3 separate regions of the Mus musculus genome follow, and regions 2 and 3 are each linked to region 1. The links are chromatin contacts, called in public Micro-C and capture Hi-C maps. All regions are on one chromosome and are shown on one strand. Each heading gives the region's core, a stretch centred on a gene start, on an enhancer-like site or on the middle of the called end of the contact. The rest is flanking DNA. Distances are from core to core; before and after follow the strand shown.

The links. Hi-C and Micro-C count contacts between places; a contact is called where the count stands out from the background. Capture Hi-C pulls out chosen DNA fragments and counts their contacts.
Region 2: a contact with region 1 is called in a Micro-C map of embryonic stem cells, with 5 times the contacts expected there. The contact joins the enhancer-like site here to the promoter of Usp10 in region 1. A contact is called at or near these places in 2 of 484 Hi-C or Micro-C datasets (both in embryonic stem cells) and 2 of 115 datasets of contacts at active chromatin or transcription factors (embryonic stem cells and pancreatic cancer cells).
Region 3: a capture Hi-C map of macrophages shows a contact between it and region 1, with 2.2 times the contacts expected there. The contact joins the promoter of Kcng4 here to the promoter of Usp10 in region 1. A contact is called at or near these places in 3 of 39 promoter capture datasets (cranial neural crest, hippocampal neurons and liver) and 1 of 9 other capture datasets (macrophages).

Annotation. Positions count from the first base shown.
Region 1 is chr8:119,908,761-119,912,082 of GRCm38.p6, forward strand. Usp10 (ubiquitin specific peptidase 10) reads left to right here and starts at 1,600. Exons shown (of 14, transcript NM_009462.2): 1 at 1,600-2,179. The coding sequence starts at 2,159.
Region 2 is chr8:120,333,552-120,336,873 of GRCm38.p6, forward strand. Gm32968 (a long non-coding RNA gene) reads left to right here. Exons shown (of 3, transcript XR_388103.3): 2 at 2,502-2,675. It also overlaps a transcript of Gse1 not described here. Among named protein-coding and RNA genes, the nearest start is that of Gm32968, 7.5 kb to the left of the region's middle. Within about 2 kb of position 1,535, at least 170 of the 459 cell types and tissues checked have an H3K27ac peak or open chromatin away from gene starts, as enhancers often do. A contact at or near this core is called in embryonic stem cells, where this site is marked.
Region 3 is chr8:119,633,874-119,637,195 of GRCm38.p6, forward strand. It overlaps Kcng4 (potassium voltage-gated channel, subfamily G, member 4), which reads right to left and starts at 1,807. Exons shown (of 3, transcript NM_025734.2): 1 at 1,359-1,807. Gm46054 (a long non-coding RNA gene) reads left to right here and starts at 1,755. Exons shown (of 4, transcript XR_001778667.2): 1 at 1,755-2,030.

The sequences.
Region 1 (3,322 bases), core at 350-2,849:
GATTTTTTTTTTCTTGAGACAGGGTTTCTCTGTGTAGCCCTGGCTGTCCTGGACCTCACTTTGTAGACCAGGCTGGCCTCGAACTCAGAAATCTGCCTGCCTCTGCCTCCCGAGTGCTGGGATTAAAGGCGTGCATAACCACGCCTGTCTCTGGTCTGGATTTTATCAGAGACCTGCCTGCCTCTGTTTCAGCCATCTGAGATTAAAGGTGTGTGCAATCAAGAGGGCCAAAAGAAAATTCTCAGGAGAAAGAAACCATTGAACCAACTCGTAGAGTTTTGCTTTGCTTTGCTTTGTTTGCTTTGTGGAGCCAGAGTTCGGAGTATGAAGCGTAGCCCTGTACTAGGGAAGTAGGGGCGGGAGATACAGGAGTTTCAGTTCATCCTTGGCTGCTAGAAAGTTTGAAGCCAATGTGCATGGGGCGCACGCCTTTAATCCCAGCCCTTGGGAGGCAGAGGCAGGCAGATTTCTGAGTTCGAGACCAGCCTAGTCTGCCAAGTGAGTTTCAGGACAGCTGGGGCTTTACAGGGAAACCCTGTCTTGAAAAACGAAAGAAAGAAAGAAAGAAAGAAAGAAAGAAAGAAAGAAAGAAAGAAAGAAAGAAAGAAAGGAAGGAAGGAAGGAAGGAAGGAAGGAAGGAAGGAAGGAAGGAAGGAAGGAAGAGAAAGAGAGAAAGTAAGTTTGAAGCCAGTGCGCATGGTGGTGCCCACCTTTAATCCCAGCATTTGGGAGGCAGAGGCAGGTGCATTTCTTAGTTTTAGGCCAGCCTGGTCTACAAAGTGAGTTCCAGGACAGCCAGGGCTACACAGAGAAACCCTGTCTTGAAAAACCAAAAAAAAAAAAAAAAAAAAAAGAAAAGAAAGTTTGAAGCCAATTTTTGCTACATGTGTAGCACAGCAAAGAAAAACAAAACCAAGACACCTGAGGGCAACTCTCTGGAGCAGCTGTGCCCACACTTGAACATTATCCTTTTCCTTCTTGTCTCTAGATCCTAAACTCAGTCCTACCCGTGTACCCTCTCTCACCTCTACTTAATAAACTTGCCAACTTTGCCCCACAGGGGCTTGTCATAAAATTCTTTCCTGGCCCGGCAGTGGTGTACACCTTTAATCCCTAATCCCTGCACGCTGGAAGCAGAGATAGGCAGATCTCAGAACTCAAGGCCGGCCTGGTCTACAGCTGGGAGTAGGAGGTTTAGTAAGGTTTTTTGTTTGTTTTTATTATTATTATTGCCTATATGGCTGAGTCAAGAACTTTCCCGTGTGTATACACTTGCGTGTGTGCAATAACTAACACCTACTGAGTCTCTACCCTTTGCAGAATGTGCTAAGTCATCAACATGACTATCCACCCCCCACCCCGAGACAGAGCTACCTTACGTAGCTGTGTGTGACCTGGAACTTGCTATGTAGACTGGTCTGCAATTCATAGATGATCGTCCTACCTCTGCAGTCTATATACTGAGCTCACAGGAGTACAATTCCTGGATTAACGAGTTCTTTCTAAAATTGTTTATTTTGCGTGTGCCCCTTTGTATGTCAGAAGACAGTCTGTAGTTGGTTTTCCCCTGGCGTCATGTGGATCCAGAGAATGGAACTCATTTGGTCCTCAAGGGTACAGGAGGCAGGGCTCCGTTACCCGCTGAGTCATCTCACTAGCTCCTTCAACGTTTACTTTTATGTTTTACAAAGAAAAAAAAAATCTTTTTTTCCCCAATGCCAGGTAAAACAAGCTAGTGAAGAGAATGAAGAGTGAAGGAATGAATGAATGAACGAACGGTCAGAAGAGCGCGCTCCATAGGGTAAGGGATCCTTGGAGATCTCCAGCGGAGATCCCAGGGCGGAGCTCAGGCGGACCCAGCGCAGTAACCACTCCGGAACTCCACCTTGCAGCCCCAGGGTGCCTGGCCAGCTCCATCCTCACGCCCTCGCCTGGAGCAGCCGCCCTCGGCGCGCTGGGGACAGAAGGGTCGCCGGCCCGGGGCGCACGCCCACCTGTCGCGCGCAGGCGCAGAACGCCGCCTGGCTCTCCCGCGGCGCAGTCAGTGCGCAGGCGCGGCGGCCGCTGCGAGTGTGTCTGTGCGGCGAGAAGATGGCGGCGACGGGAGACGCGGCGTGAGAAGCCGGAGCAGCACCGAACCTCATTGAGACGGGCCGCCATGGCCCTCCACAACCCACAGGTAGCGCGGGCCGTGTCTGGGCTGGGAGGTCTGGGCCACGGGACGGCCTCGGGGCGACGATCGCGAGGTGCGCGGCGGGCGAGCGGTGGGGGAGGCGCCGGCACGCTGCCGGCCTAGGCCCGCGCCGCGCCCCTCAGTGCCGCGCTTCCCCGGCTTCGGAGGCCGCCCGAATCTCCCCGAGAGCGCCCGAGCCGCCCCGAGAGTGTCCGAGCCGCCCCGAGAACGCCCGAGGCCGCAGGGAAGGCCTCCGCGTGCCCGGCCCGCAGCCGCCGAGTCCCGGGCGACGCTCTGGCCCAGCGCCGCCGGGGACCTGGCCCCTGGCCTCGGGAATTCTATTGCAAAGAAAACCGGGAAGCGCCGGGGCGGCATACTCCGGTTTGCCCGAGACTGACACCTTTTGCACGGTGTCCGAGCCCGGGCTGGGTCGGGGCCCGGCAGGCCGGATTGCCTGCTGTGTTTTCTGTGCCCGGAGCTGCTCCTGCAGCCCCTCTCCTAAGATGCACTTAGGACGAGTGAGAAGTCAGCACGTGGTGCCGCTTCTCCGGGCTGCGACTCTCGGGAAACTAAGAAGTAAAATTGCCTTTTTGAGGATGGTAGGTGGATGTATGTACAAGGCAGGTGAGGTCGGTCTGGTGAGGCCACCTTTGAAGAACGATCGTCTTTTTATTTGATCTTTCTCTTGGTCCACGATCGCCTCTAACTTAAGTTTTTTTTTTTCCCTATCTCAGCCTGGTGCGTTGCAGGCAAGAGCCACCATGTGCTTTTGAAAGGTTTTAGTAACTGTTGCAATATGGGATTTAAACCTCGAAACTGTTTTTAATAAAAGGTTAGATCCTAGGAGAAACTTCCGTTCTCTTAAGTATGTGGTGTTTCATAGATCAAATCTGAACTTTGCCTGTTTGACCTTTCCCCTCATCTGTAAATGCTTTTGTATTTGGTGTGCTTTTTTTTTTTTCAATAGGCAGACGATTCGTATTTGTTGAATAATATTTTGACAAGTGGTTTTTTTTTTTTTTTAAGTTTTAGACAGGTCTTCATTATGCAGCTGTGGTTGGCTTGCGATTAAGGCAACTGCCTACCTCTGTCACCAGAGGCCCTGGCGATTCGGAATATTCACCACCACCACATCTGGTTCTATTTAGG
Region 2 (3,322 bases), core at 285-2,784, 420 kb after region 1:
GATGGGCTGCCTGTTCTACATAACATCTTTTATTCAAAAAATGCTGTCCTAGAAATCAAGACTGTCCCAGCTTATGTGGCAAATGGCTGCCATTGGCCTATCATTCCTACTGGGGAGAGGCAGGAACCTCCAGCAAGTGATCTAGCATCTCTGTTTCTTGGTCGCCCTGTGCATGCAATGGAGGTCACTTCTAGAACTGAATAAGGGCGTGGCACCCAGATACTGTGGGGGGTCCAGTCATCTGAAGCTGATCTTGCCTGGCCATCTTGCCTCCAGCCTCCTATGTGCTGCCGACCACAGAACAGCCCATGCTCCATTGTTCACAGACCTGCAGTGGGGTGGGTGGGGTGGGTGAGGCTAGGTGGGACCACCTGTGGAGGCCTCTGCCTGGGGCTGGAAGAACCGCTTCCAAGATGGCAGAGTGGCTAGCAACATGGTGGGGCCTCTTGCCAACTTGTTCTATGGCTTGTGGGTCTGGTTTACTCTTCCTGCCTCCTCCCTCTAGGCAGTTGGGGTTCCTGGTTTGTGGAGCCCCAGAACCAAAGTCATCACAGTCAAGAGCCAGATACAGAAGTCACAACATTAGCCCCTTCCTCTTCCAGACACTGTGCCGTCTGTGCCATTGCCCTAGAAAGTTCTGGAAGGGTACACGGGACGGGAATTTCTTTTTTTTCTTTTTTTCTTTTTCTTTTCTTTTTTTTTTTTTTTTTTTTTTGTGGTGGTGGGGTTTCAAGACAGGGTTTCTCTGTATAGCCCTGGCTGTCCTGGAACTCACTTTGTAGACCAGACTGGCCTCAAACTCAGAAATCTGCCTGCCTCTGCCTCCCAAGTGCTGGGACTAAAGGCATGCGCCACCACACCCACCCAGATGGGACAGGATTCTGACTAGCTTGGTCTGGCTCACATTTCCTTTGTTCTTTCCCTGTGAGCCCAGGGGTCAAGGTTGGATGGCTAGGTGCAGGTTCTCTGATCCTGGCCATTCTTCCTGTCATTCTACGAATTTACAGAATGTGGGTCACTCACTCACCCTCTGGGTTGACGTTGAGGAAGGATGGCATCCTGAGAAGGTGCCCAGTTGTTTGTTGTCACCTAGCTGGGGTCACTGGCCACACTTGGGTCCAGTGGCTGTGATTAGAGGGATCCCCAGATTTTCGGTCTCCCTTTTATGATGACTGCACAGGGTGACTCTCAGCAAAAAACTGACTCTTAGTTTGTGCTTGACTGCTCTTAGCTGAAGGGTGTCCAGTGGCCAGGGTCTTTGCTTGCCTGAGCAGGAGGCACTAGAATGCTCTTGCCCAGGAAGGGGAAGGCCTGGGGAACCTTGTGGCCTGGGAAGGGAGAGAGAGGCTAGCGGAGGGAAGAGGGAGGGGGAGGATTGCAGGAAGGGAGGCCTCCCCTCCACCCACCTTCCTGAGGTACCCCCACTGCAGGAAGAACCAGCCGAGTCAGATAAAGGCCCAGCAGGGGCCAGAGGAGGCTTTCCCACAAAGGAAGCTGAGAGGAGGCCTTTCTCTCTTGCCTCCGCACTCCAAGGGCCTTTCAAGCTATTCAACGCCTCCAAATGGGTGGGCGGGGCCTCTGCCTCCCAAGCAGCCCCAAGGCACATCCATTTATTTAAAAGGAAAAAAAAAAAAAAACCCACACACATCTTGTTCTAGAATATTCTGCCACAGAGTGCCTTTTTTTTCCTCTCTGGGTCCTGCTGTGTCTGGGAGGAGGGGAGCTTGAGACCTGAAAGCTGCCCTGTGGTAGCTGTCCCTTGTTGGAGTCAACAGCTCCCTCCGGGGACCTCCTGTAGCTGATTGGATGAGTTCTGCCCCAGACTGCCCAGTGCTCCTAGCTGTTGCCACCCCCAGCTTGTGGGGGGGAGGAACGGTTGTTCCAGGCTGTAGAATTAGCTTGTGCCCTCTGGTCTGCAGCCCCTGAGTATTGCATGTTTTAGTGGCCTCTGCCCCCTGCCTGAGTCCCGAGGGACAGCCCTCCCTTAAGTATGGAGATGTTGCCAGCTCTGAGATTGGCCAGCCCCACCCGCTAAGGAGGTTTCATTTCCCCTAACACGGACCTGGCAGTGCCATCAGTCTGGAGCGAGGTATCACGCTTGACCCAGGCCTGGAGTCTGTGGGCTCCAGGGTCCTGGCGGGGCTCAGTAAGAAGCCCTGGGGGCACTGCTAGCCTGGTGAGGCAGGAGTGGCTGGCGGTGCCAGGCTCATTAGCCCGCCTGCAGAGGGGATTAGGGAGCCAGCCCGCCGGGCTGCAGTTATTAAAGGCTCCGTGCTAGGTAAACACCAGGCGCTTCCTTACAGAGCCGCACCTGCTAATTAGAGGGCAAGGAGCTTATTAAAACAGTAACTCTGGGGAATGCCCAGCAAGGAGGAGGGAAGAGTGACGTTTGGGGACAGAGGGCAGGAGGCTGGGGCAGAGGGGGTAGGAGGTGGGAGGGAGACCCTCCCTCTCTGGAGGCTGAAGATATAGAAGCCCCTGCTTTCTCCATCTCTCCCCAGGCTGTTGGCTTTTGGGACCCATGTGTCCTTCCCGGTGACAGTGATTGTGGGTTACATACGATGTCCAAAGGCCATCTGTGTGAGGTCGGGCAGGGCCCCCCCGTATCCATGTCCGGATCCCCAGGGCCGCGAGAAGGACAGTGTGCAGATGGCCCACAAGATTACACTGGGCTGGTGAGGTGGGGGGAGGGGTGGAGACAAAGGGGAGGCGGCAGGCATAGAATGGAACTTCAGATCTGTGATAATGGACTTGTGGGGTGGGAGAGGCAGCCACTGGGGACAATCCTCTCTGGAAGCCAAGACGATAAAGCAGGTGACCCCCCGGGCAGTGGGGAGGCCAGCCCTGCCAAGCCTGAGATTTCAGCCCCTAAGATCCAGTCAGAAAGAGGTCTGGTATGTTTCTGAGCCTCTAGATTTGGGGTCATTTATTACAGCAGCCATGGGCAGCAAGTATCTTGGAAAGCTACCTAGTTGCTTCTGGCAAAAGTCCTGCCCTCCACCTGTGAACCCTGCACCCCACCTCAGAACCCCCCACATCCTCGGGGCTCCTTTTCACATTCAGAGTCCCTCACCCACACTCGGAGCCCTCACCCACACTTGGAGCCTCTCACCCATACTTGGAGCCCCTCACTGACACTCAGAGCCCCTCACCCACACTCAGAGCCCCTCACCCACACTCAGAGCCCCTCACCCACACTCAGAGCCCCTCACACACACTCGGAGCCCTTCACCTACACTCAGAGCCCCTCACCCACACTCAGAGCCCCTCACCCACACTCAGAGCCCCTCACCCACACTCAGAGCCCCTCACACACACTCGG
Region 3 (3,322 bases), core at 557-3,056, 270 kb before region 1:
CGTGATACAGATGCGGGGCCCACTACACTAAGGAGGTTCTGCAGGGAGCTAAGTCTCTCTGACACGGACTTTGTGGATGGAGATGTGAGTAGCGGACCCTGTGCTGTGCTTTCGAACACTGTGTAGTCTTGGGGCATGAGGCTTCCTCTCTCTCCTCAAAGGGCAAGGCTTGTGTCAACCCTGCAGGGTGCCCTACGTGGCCATGTCCTTTACAGAAGAGGACAGACTCAGATTCTCTGGACCCTCTGCTTGGTCTGTGCGAGTGGGGAAGTTTGGGCTACCATACTGTTGAGCACAGGCCTGTTCGGGAAACACCATCATAACGGTCACTTCTAGAAGCTCTAAGGCACCCAGTTCCTTTAAGGGGCCCAGGCCAACCATCCCATAAGGCAGACAGGCACGGTTCACCTTCGCAGATGAGGGGACTGACTGACACCTAGTGTCCCCTACTGTCAAACGCTTAGGAGGTAGGGATCATGACAGCTTTGCAAGGCACCTGACTCTCAGGAGCTCCCCAAGAAAGCTTCACCCTGATCTTCTGTCACCCTTGCTGTGTGACCTTGAAGTAGTCACTCCCCACTCTGAGCTGTATACTCTTTTATTTGCATCGTGAAGAGGTTTCTAATGCTGTCTGTATTGCAAACCCATTTAGGGGCTTCGCTTAGGACAAGCAGGTTTTATTTTAGCTTGCTCACATAATTTTAAAAGTATTTATGACCTGTCTCATCATCCGTGTGGTGTGACCATTTCTTATGCTACCTGTTCCAGCCAGAGCTGTCTCCAGGCACCTATAACCTTACATTGAGAGAGGCATTCCAATCAGGAGCCAATGGAAACGAAAGTGCCTTTCTACTCCAGAGCCGGCCGGGATTCTGCGGACAGCCAGCGAGGAGTGAGTGGGGGTGGCTGTGTTTCACACTCGCCCTGCAGAGCACTCCGCTATTCTGCATGCATTACTTGGTTCACAGCACACAGCCAGCGGCAGGAGGAGCGCAGCCTGCAGAGACAGGAAATCCAGGGTGTTCTTGCCAACCTTTCTCAATTTCCAGTGTAAAAACCAAGACCCAGAGTGCTGAAAGGGACTCATCCAAGGTCACTCAGCAAATCCAAACTCAACCCAGGACACAGCTTCCTGGCTAGGGGTTCTCTCCAGCGCTGGAATCTTGTCCCCCTCTCCTTCCACTGAACAGATCTGATTTTGTGGTCTTTGTTCCCCCTCCAACAGCTGGCCAGCAAAACTCCCTTAGAGCCCGGGGAAGTAATTCATTCCAAATATCCCTTCTGCCAAGCTGTTCCACTCAGCCAGCTCTAGAACATCCCCCCCCAGAACGAGCAACTTCCTCCCAAGTTCAACTCACCGCTTGTTTTAGGAAGTGTGTTCCCAGCTGGTTCTCTGCCGGGCATGGGGAGCCCATGTCTCACTGACCAGGAAAAGACAGGGTTGTGACAGAGAGGTAGGGGGAAATGAGAAGAACCCCCGCCCCCCAAAAAACAAAACAAAACACAAATCAAAACCAGCTCTCAACATAGCAGTCCTGGCAGAGGGTCAGCATCCAATTCTTCTCCCACTTCCTCTACAGAGCAGAAGTTTATTCAGTCTGACTCCGCAGAAGAGCAGAGGCGCAAGGTGGCTCTCTAGAAGGGCTCTGAAGTCCTCCCTCCTCCTGGAAGCCGAAGGTCCGGATGCTGCAGGGAGCTGGGCCAGCTGTCCTGCCTCAGCATTGGACTTGGTGCTCCAAGTCCCACGGGGACAGCCAGCATGGTCCTGCCTGAGATGGGGGTGGGGGTGCTGCCAGGAAGGGCTTAGGATTAATCTCTCCATCAGCCAGGCAGCAGGCGGGGAGCAGAGGCTCTGCCAGCCACCAGGAAGGCAAGGAGAATGTCTGTCCTTCTCCTCTCTGAGGAGGAGCCGAGCTCAGGAGGAGCTGGAGCAGCTGGGGACCTGGCGATTGCAACCTCATGGTCCACTCAGTAAGGGCTGTGGGGAGGCTTGCAGGCTGGGACAGACCGACCCAGTCTCAGAGCCTAGGGTAGGTATTGGGGAGATGGCATAAGGGGCTGAGATTGGGGCCAGATCCCAGTGTCCAAGTGAATGTCCTTAGGCAGGTGGCTTTGTGCCGTTGTACTCAGTCTCCTTATCTGTAAAATGTCTATGAGTGGCAGCAGGCTTTCAGGATATGAAATCCAAGCCTTGAGCTTCTCCTGGGAGCTTGGCCCTGGGTGTAGGTGTAGGTGTAGGTGGGGAGAGGGAGATGCTGCAAGCCAGCTTCTTGCTGTGTGTGCTTGGTGAGTCACTCCACCTCTCTGGGCCTCAGTTTTCTCACTGGTCAGATGAGGACAGTGGGAACCATAAAGGCTGAAATTGCAAAAGCCTGTTAATGTAGGGCTGCCTATCCCTAGGTCCTTCATTTCCTTAAAAGGTTTTTGCAGCCAAGTGACCTTCACAACTCCATTCGGCCTCTGAGATCCCTAGAGGCTTGTTCAAGGTCATCGTCCTAATTGGCAGCTGGAGCTAGGTTAGGGCTGTCACTGATGGGGGGGGGGGGCGTCCAGGAGCAAGGGGATCAGAGCCTGGCTGTCCTCAGCTCTCTGGAAGGAGTAACAGAGAGTACCTGTGGCCTCGAAGAGGGGCGGAGGAGTGCAGGCAAGAAGGAGAGGCTGGCAGGGGGCAGGGGTTCTCAAAGGGTATTATGGGAACCCCAGGGTTCCACAGAAATTCCAAGAACTGGAGACAGGGCCTGTTTTCTCTGCCTTCCCACAGCCCCTCCCTGCTGCCTGTACCACAGTCACTGCTGCTGAGGCCCAAGGCAGAGAGAGGTCTGGCATCTTTGTGAGGGGTGCCGAGGCTCTGCCCTTTCTCTGACTCTCCCATTCTCTTAGCTCCAATAAGCCAGGCTCCAGAACTCTCTCCCTCCGGACAGGGCTCTCTGTTCTCTATCTCCTTTAGTTCTGTCTCAGTCAGAGTTTCTATTGCCGTGATGAAGCACGGTGATCCAAAGCAACTTGGGAAGGAAAGGGTTTATTTAGCTTCCGTAGCCAAGTCACTACCCACTGAAGGAAGCCAAGGCGAGAACCTGGAGGCAGGAACCAGGGCCGAGGCCTTGGATGAGTGCTGTTTATTGCTTCATTCCTCGTGACTTGCTCAGCCTGGGACTTTCCTGTGGAACCCAGGATACATCCCAGTTTGTATCTCTGTCCACAGTGGGCTGGGCCCTCCCCCATCAATGATGGATCAAGAAAATTCCCTACAGGGTTGCTTATGGCTTAACCTTACAGAGTCATTTTTCTCAAATGAAGTTCCCTCCTCTCAGAGGACTCTAAC